2 separate regions of the Mus musculus genome follow, and region 2 is linked to region 1. Evidence: chromatin contacts called from public Micro-C data. All regions are on one chromosome and are shown on one strand. The core of a region is the stretch at or near the end of the contact, and the rest is flanking DNA. Distances in the headings are between cores, read along the strand shown. Region 1 holds the start of Gbx1 (gastrulation brain homeobox 1). Region 2 holds the start of Galnt11 (polypeptide N-acetylgalactosaminyltransferase 11).

What was found. A called contact is a pair of places that touch in the nucleus more often than the background predicts.
Region 2: a contact with region 1 is called in a Micro-C map of the G1E-ER4 cell line. The contact joins the promoter of Galnt11 here to the promoter of Gbx1 in region 1. A contact is called at or near these places in 3 of 39 promoter capture datasets (the C10 cell line, hippocampal neurons and liver), 1 of 484 Hi-C or Micro-C datasets (the G1E-ER4 cell line) and 1 of 9 other capture datasets (liver).

What each region holds. Positions count from the first base shown.
Region 1 is chr5:24,524,822-24,529,204 of GRCm38.p6, reverse strand. Gbx1 (gastrulation brain homeobox 1) reads left to right here and starts at 2,357. Exons shown (of 2, transcript NM_015739.2): 1 at 2,357-3,094. The coding sequence starts at 2,389.
Region 2 is chr5:25,220,757-25,225,139 of GRCm38.p6, reverse strand. It overlaps Galnt11 (polypeptide N-acetylgalactosaminyltransferase 11), which reads right to left and starts at 2,268. Exons shown (of 12, transcript NM_144908.4): 1 at 2,109-2,268.

The DNA of each region.
Region 1 (4,383 bases), core at 1,108-3,607:
AGCTTGAGCAGAGCCTACTGCTCTGAGGATTAGTGCTAGACATACACTCTTGGCTTGAAGTCGATGACATACATTTTTGAGATCAGAAGGGCTTTACCCTTGAGACCCTGAGAGTGCACGATCCATTCTGTGCCGCAGAGAATGGTAGACGTGTTTAAGTGTGTGTGTACTACCAGTACTTTAGGACAGAGATATTTCAACATATATCCTTTTGAGCTTTTGAAATTTTGTTCCAAGTGATGTTATTACCTATGCAAAAAATGAATGCAATTACTTTTAAAAATGGCTCTTCTCCGTGTGTTATTTGATTGGTGCGGAAGCTGTTCATACAGCTTTAATTGCAGTAATTGTAGCTCAAAGTTCCCTCCATAATTCATCAAGTCAATAAGCCTCTATTACATATCCAACACTGTAAAGCCATCAAATCGAGAGCTTGACCTCTCCTTTCTTAAGTACAATACACTTTTGAAGTCTGGTCTTCACCATCAGTACAGGGAAGGCTTGGCTAACTTAACAAAGCTTGCTTAGAAGACTATCTTTAGCCAAAGATGAGCTCTAGTTGTTTATTTGAGCTGCAGTTCCCAGACCTTAGCTAAAGCACCCGAGTTTTCTCTAAGGCGGCATCTCCCCAGCCTGTCTCTGTGTTCATTGGGAGAATGTAGAGTCCAAAGCATATCAGGACTGTGCAGCCTTGACACCATCTTCTTTTCACTTCTCTGATGAATTCAGAAAGCAAGACCTCCCTCCTCTCCTCCCATTCAGAGGGTCTCACTGTGTACCCCAGGGTGGCCTGGTCCCAGGTTCAGACTGGCCTAGAACTCCCTAGGTAGCTGAAGATGACCTTAAATTTCTGATCTTCCTGCTTCTGAATATCAGCAAGAGTTACCACAAAACCAGTTCAAGCCTTATCTTACTTAATCCTGCCTTAGTGCTACCCTGCTGACATCACTGTGACAATAGCTCTGCTCATTAGCTAATAAAATACTTCTGCTTGGGACAAATGTCAGAGACCCAGCAGTCCCTTCAGCCCAGCTCTGTCCTCTTTGGGAGCTCAGTAGGTTTTCCTCTATATCTAAATAGGACCACTCGCACGCCTAAACTACATCCTGTTGAATTTGTCTGGCTTTGCTATTGCTCCTTTAGACTGTGAGGCTCTTCCTGACCGCACCTGAATAGTTCCCTAGTCCAAAGGCTGCACTTTTGCTGGACAGGCTTGCTCTCCATTTGCAACTTTGAGCCTCTCTTCTTGCTTGTCTTGTTCTCACTCTCTGACCTGAGGTGCTTATGCAGCCAAAAGCCAATGACTTTTGCCTCTAGAACGACAAGTCTGTTGCTGGGAATCAGAGGAGGGGGACAGTCAAGGCGGAATGGGGGAGGTGAGCAGAGTCATCTGCAATTAGCAGATAATTAGCGCTGCTGACCCTTGGGGCTCATCAGCGCTCCTAGGGCCAGCCCCCAGCAATCAGCCAGGGCAGGTCGAGAGTGTCAGGCCCGAGAATGAATAGGGCTCATCAGACGCGCTGGAGCCAGGGAGCCAATCAGGGAAATTAATGGGGAGAGAGAGAGAGAGAGAGAGAGAGAGAGAGAGAGAGAGAGAGAGAGAGAGAGAGAGAGAGAGAGAGAGAGAGAGAGCAGGGAATGAGAAAATAGACTGGGATAGAGAATCAAAAAGAGAGGAATAGGAATTTTAAAGGCGGCTAAAAGAGAGGAAAGTGAGAGGAAGAAAAAGAATGGAAAGGGTGGGAGAGAGGTGGATGGGGAAAGGTGAAGGAGGGGGAAGGGTAAGTACTTGGCCCTGTGTGGGCACCCAGGAATTCCCGCATAAGCGAGAAGTTGGAGATGGAGGAGAAATGAGGGAGAGGGAGCGAGAGCCAGAGCTTAGAGAACCGAGTCCCAGGCAGAGAGTGCGAAGGCACTGGGAAGACAGTAGGAAAGCGGTCGCCCACGAGTGGCCCCGGGCGCGCACGGGGCCCTGGGCGGAGAGCGCGCCCCCTGCTGCCCCGCGCCGCATCGGGGCTCCTAGGGATCGCCACTCGGTGCGCCCCGAGTCGCTCCTGGCGTCCTGCGCACCCCCGCCCCGCCCTGCCGCGCTCCTCTCGCCCTTCGAGCCGCGCCGAGCCCGGGCCGCGTGGGCTGAGCCGGGAGCACGTCCGGGCGCGGGGAGAGGACCTAGCCAGCTGCCGCCGCCGCCTCCTCGCCCGCCGCAAACTTTCACAAAGCCGCGGGTCCGGCCTCATCAATCTGCATTAATAATAGTTGGTTGGGCCGCGGGGGGCGGGCGGGGTCCCGGGCCGGCCGGGCCACTGAAAAGGCGCGGGGCGCGGGGCGCGGGAGCCGGGAGCGGCGGCGGGCGGAGGGAGCAAGTGAAGCGTAATTTGAGGAAGATGGATGAGTCCGGAGGGCGACACCCCCAACCCGCCCGCCCGCCCCCTCCCTCCTTATGAGCGAGAGAGCGCGGCGCCGGAGCCACACTGCGCCGAGCCCGCGCCCCGCCGCCACCTCGGCCCGCGCGCCCGCAGCGAGCCCTGCGTGTCCGCGCGGGGCGCACGGCGGGGCCCGGGCAGCGCCATGCAGAGAGCGGCAGGCGGCGGCGCCCCCGGGGGCAGCGGCGGGAGCAGCGGCGGCCCCGGCGCCGCCTTCTCCATCGACTCGCTCATCGGGCCGCCGCCGCCGCGCTCGGGCCACCTGCTCTACACCGGCTACCCCATGTTCATGCCCTACCGGCCGCTCGTGTTGCCGCAGGCGCTGGCCCCCGCGCCGCTGCCCGCCGGCCTGCCGCCGCTCGCCCCGCTCGCCTCGTTCGCCGGCCGCCTGAGCAATACCTTCTGCGCGGGGCTGGGCCAGGCGGTGCCCTCGATGGTGGCGCTGACCACTGCGCTGCCCAGCTTCGCAGAGCCCCCGGACGCCTACTACGGGCCCCCGGAGCTCGCCGCCGCCGCCGCCTCCACCGCCTCGCGAAGCAACCCGGAGCCCGCGGCCCGGCGCACTGACGGAGCGCTGGACGCTGAGGAGCTGCTGCCCGCGCGCGAGAAAGTGACTGAACCTCCGCCGCCCCCGCCTCCGCACTTCTCTGAGACTTTCCCGAGTCTACCGGGTAAGTGCTGGGACCGACACGGGTTTGACCGTCAGGAAGTCCCAGATCCGAGACCGGTCCAAAACTCCCGCCATCTGCTTGGAGCCCTGGAGTGCCGGACTCCAGATCGTACGCGGTGTTCAGTAGTGGACATCTCCAGGTCCCAAAGCCCTGCTCTTGCCCCGGAGCGCCTGAAGTCTCACCGGCAGTACGTTTCTCAAGGCATTATAGTCCACAAACCTCGCCCCATCTCTTTTTCAGAATCCCTTCGTTTTTTCTCCTCTCAAAGGTTGTATTCTTGAGGGCCTCAGCAGGACCCTAGGGTGACAGCATGTTAGGGTAACTGTCAGCTTAGTATGTGGGGACACGGTCTGAATCGACCCCTCAACACTCAACGATGGGAATGGGCTTTCTGGATGCAGGGCCTGGTGAGCCTGTGGCTTCCTTCACCTTAGCAGAGGTCGCTCTCAAAACTGGAGAACCAGGGAGGGTGCTGGACCAGGGCTGGCCAGGACTGGAAATGCTAAAGGCTGGCAGAACTGGGTGTGGCATAAAGACTTGGGAGTTGAGAATCCTGCTAAGATTCAGCTGAGCCATCATTTAAGAGCCCTGAGCTCTCCCCGGGAGGATGCCTTCTCCACAGAAACAGGGTGTAGTAAACGAACCCAATCAGACTCCATTCCCTTGAAGCCCTCTTGTCCTGACCTCAGTATCTACTCTAGAGCGGTTTCCTAGCCTGGAAGAGCCAGGTGTGCCGAGATCAAGGTTTCTGCAATCTGGTGAGTTCTAATTAAGAAAGCTAGCCCGTGCAAGGGTAGAGGGCTGGAACTTCCTTCACACTAAGACGAGCCCATTTCTGCTTCTCAGTCCATGGCACTTAGGTTGGGATGGGAAGGACCAGAAGGATTTGGAGGCTGACTATAGCAGAGGCAAGAAGAGGGTCCAAGAATCATTGGCTAGGACGGGCCATTCCTGATGTCCCTGCTGTGAAACTGCCCTCAGCGCTGCTCACTCTCAGATGCCAGCGGCTGTCAAGAAGCCTGCCTTCTATTTTTTTTTTTTTTTCTAATTTGGTTCTGGACGTTTTGGCTGTGGGGATTCTTCTGCTAATTCCTTTTCCAAACTGGTTGGCCCAAGAGAATCGGAAGTCAGAGCAGCATCTCCTTAGCAGACTAGAGCTCCCAGAGTTAGGAGACAGGATCTTCAGACCAGAGGGCAGGGCAGAGCTTGGAGGACGGAAACCGGCAGGAGGTTCCTAAGAAGGAAGGATTGGGATAGTTCAGAAGGGCTTGATACTGAAAAGATGCTGT
Region 2 (4,383 bases), core at 1,019-3,518, 700 kb before region 1:
GGCTTCACACAGAAACTTAAGACACACGGGAACTGTAGCTGAAGCTACAGAGAAACCAATGCAGAGCAGGTTTACGTAACAAAGGAAGAGCAGGTGCAGAGAACAGATACTGAACAGATCCTCTGGGACACTGGGAACTTTGGAGAAGAACCTAGGAAAAGACTTCCGAAGGGTTCCAAGGATGGAACACAGGGCCCCCAATGGAGGAGCTAGAGAAATTACCCAAGGAGCTAAAGAGATCTGCAACCCTATAGGTGGAACAACATTATGAACTAACCAGTACCCTGGAGCTCTTGTCTTTAGCTGCATATGTATCAAAAGATGACCTAAGCGGCCATCACTGGAAAAAGAGGCCCGTTGGACTTGCAAACTTTATATGCCCCAGTAGAGGGGAATGCCAGGGCCAAAAAGGGGGAGTGGGTGGGTATGGGGGACTTTTGGGATAGCATTGGAAATGTAAATGAGCTAAATACCTAGTAAAAAATTAAAAAAAAAAAAAGAAGAAGGGTTCCAAGGTACATCCAGAAGATGTGCTGACAAGCAATATGAAAGGCCATAAAGGTCACTGGAGACCAAGCCAGACAAGTGGAGCCATCAGACTCAGCAGTCAGTGCTTTTCAAACACGAACTAAGCAATTCAAACCTTCCATAGACATTCCAAAGACAGAAAGCAGAGAAACTATTTGCCAGGATTCTCTAGAGTAACAGAAATTATAGAATGGATTTCTCCATATAGAGAGAGGGGGGATTTATTAGAGTACTCCCGCAAGTCCAACAATGGCCGTCTACTGATGTCAAGTCCAAGAATCTAGTTGCTCATCCACAAAGCTGGAAGTCTCGGCTGTTCTTCAGCATACACTGGAATCCAGCATACAAACAGGCTCTAATGCCAGTGAAGGAATATGGACTTTCAAGTATGGGTGAGAGCAAGCAGGCAAAGAGGGGGCTTCCTTATTCCATAGCCTTTGTAAAGGCTGCCAGCAGAAGGTGTGGCCTTAGATTAAAGGTGGATCTTCCCACCTCAAAGATACAGATTAGAAATGCTCTCCCCACTTCAAATGATTTAATTCAGCAAAAATCTCTCACAGTTGTGTCTAGCCATTTTTGGTTGTCAAGTTGACAACCAAGAATAGCCTCAAACAGATACAGATAAAGGAAAGACCATGGATTCCAATTCAAATGAAGTATCTAAACCAGGTAAACTGAGAGACTGAAGAAGAGCAGGAGTCCCTGCCCTATGTTATAATGTCTGTCCTGAGTGATTGATTTTGGAAATATATGGCACTGCCTGTTAAGACAACACTGTGAATGTACCCGATGCCATTCAACTATACTAGTAAAATAATCAATAAACTTCATGTTAATTATACTTCACAAGAAAAATAGTAATATAAAATTGTTAAGAAACCTGGCAAGAAACAGCACAGAAATGTTAGAGATTTGATTCCAGGGCCATCAAATGAAAACTATAGACTACGGTATGGTGACATTTCAGTTGCAGAGCTCCGTGGCAGGCACATGCTGAGGGTAAGAAAGGCTTACTTCCTGTTTTTCTTAAAGCATTATTTCAAATAAAAGAAGAAATAAGTTTGAAGTAACTGTTTTGTTGGGCCCACGGACTAGAAAGCGTCTCCAGGGTCTCATTTTTTGTTTGAAGATAAGCAACCAACCAACATGATGGCTCTCAAAGTAAAAGGACAAGATCTGACAGACAGGTGGCGGGTCTTCCTATATTTATATTTAAAGCACTAGTTTGGGGTGTACGAAAACCATAAAAGGTAATTTTTTTAACAAGCATACTGCAAAGAAACATGCATCCTTTCTGTCTTCCAGCCTCCTGTACCGACGCGGTCTAAATCCTGACCGTAATAACAGCAATAAAGATAAAATCGGTATTTTTTTCTAGTAAATCACAACACTGGCTGGAGGTTACGGCCACCGAGAGAACGGCCATGCGCAGTACCCATCACTGCTGTTGAATCCGGAAGCAGCTCTGGCCTCCCAGGCCACCAAGCCTGCTCCAGCAGCCGCGTCCCTTCAGGCCGCAGCCCACGCTCAGGCGCCGACGTAGGCCGCGCGGGGTCAAGCGCCGCGGGCCGGCTACTCACCGCGACACCCGCAGGCCGGGATAGCGGCGCTCCAGGGCACGGGCTGCGGCATCTCCGCTCCCGCCACAGCCCGGGCCGAGCCGCACGAGCCGCGGCGCGCGACGCGGCCCACGACACGCAGCCTTGCGGAGCCCTCGCGTCACGGCACGCGTCACCGCACGCACGCCCTCGCCTCCGAGGATGACGTCACCGCCCGCGGCCTGGCGTCACGAGGCCCGGGCTCCTCCCCGCCCAGTGTGGAGCTGAGCTCTGTCCCATAGGGCCTTAGTGAAGTTCACTCCAGAGAGAAGCTTAGATGAGGGGACGACTTTTTCTTGGAGAGAATGTGAGGAAATTTAGCAGATCAAACAGAATGGTAAGGTTTTGGTAGTTGGTCCATTAATGCTGCTTTACATTGACGGGTATCTATATTAATCCTGTTATCTCACCATGCTATTCAGCCAAGACTTTTTTTTTTTAAATCCGTGATGTCTGGTAGAGCAATGGGACATATGTAAGGAGAAAATTCTGCGTCCCTTATTTTTAAGAAAGCAGCATCTCCTGAACCAATAAATTGTTCTAGCTAGCATTAACCCAGGATACTTCCCTCCTGCATTAACTGGCTGTGGTGACCGACTTTGACTTGAAATGCCCCACTGGGGCTTATGTGGAGCTTGGTGCCTGCTGGTGGTGCAATTGCCAAAGATTGTAGAAACTTTTTGGAGGTGGGGGTCAATCTAGAGGGAGAAGGATCAGGGATGTCCGAGGGTCTTACCTGGTCCAATTGTCCAAGTCTCCTTCTGGCTTCCTGCCCATCATGAAGTAAATAACCTACCCCATATACTGCTGTCATCCTGATGTTCTGCTCAAATGCGATGGCCAAGCAACCATGCAATAAACCCTCAGTAACCATGAACCAAAATAACTCTTTTCCCTTTAAGTTGTCAACACAGTGGCACAAAATTAACTCATATGTGGCCCTGCCAAATACTTACTAGTATTGTGAGGCTGTAGGATGCTCTGTGAGGTTACCTAGGTCTATCCTTAAGGCTGAAATCCTGATGGCCCTTATCTGTGTCCTTCCATGGCCATTGCCCTCAGTCAAACAGTTGCTGCTCAATGCCAAAGAAAGCATTTTTCATAGTTCCCATTCTTGTCCACACAGCATCTTAACGGGAACTCATGGTTGTTTAAGGGATGACTCTCTCACGAGAGGGCAATAGAACAGAAGCATTGTCATGCCATAACCATGTGTCTGCTATTGTTCCTGTATGTGTGACAACGTTCCTGACAGAAACTACTTAAGGGTTTATTTTGGCCACAGTGTGAGGTACAGCCTCTGCTGTGGTGGGTAAGCCATGGCAAGCAGAGGTCTAAGGTAGCCTGTGACACTTCACCCTCAGGAGGCCCAGAGAGGCTGGTGCTCATCTTACAACCTGGTTTGTTTTGTTTTTTTGTTTTGTTTTGTTTTTTTCTTTTTATTTGATCCCTGCTCCATGGCCACCCACATTCCAGGTAGGTTTTCCTTACTCAGCTAAACCTCTCAGGAAACCACAAAGACATGGCCAGAGCAAGGCAGTGCTGCCACACACCTTTTATCTCAGCACTGGGAAGGACAGCAGAGACAAGTGGATATGAGTTTGGGGCCAACCTGATCTACAGAGCTAGTTACAGGACAGCCAAGGCTACACAGATTAGCCCTGTCTCAAAAACAAACAAACAAAACAAAACAAAAAAAGACCTGCCCAGAACAGGAATGTTTCCTAGGTAATTTCAAATCCATCAAAGTGGAAGTGAAGATTTAGCCAGTTTACTAGGATCCTCAAATGGGTGAAGCTTACAAAATACAGGACCGCGGTGAGCATCCTCGAGCTCAGTCCTGCTAGGAACCCATAAGAAACACCACTGCAGTGATGAGAGAGCAGGTAGGTTGTGCCTGCATGGGCTGTGGGGGCATCCCTGTCAGGCATTTCCTCCTTTTTCGTCCTTTCAGTATGTTTCTTCCAGAATTTTCTTTGTAGATTTTGTGAATTACCCCTCTTTGGCCTTCTTAAACTCACCTTCTCTAGGGTGAACTCTATAGCATTCTCCAAACCCCAGAGAAGTTCTCTAGCATTGGGGAGTCTGTGGACACGGCAGGCAGGAGACTAGCTGCTTCTGTCCCAGTCCCTGCAGGGCCCAGAGCTTCTTAGAGAAAAGCAGGACATAATTGAAGAAGCCTTGGGAAAGCTGTGGGTCACAGACTAGAGAACAGAGGGCAAAGATGTGAAAATAGAAGCAGAAAAGAAGAGCGGCA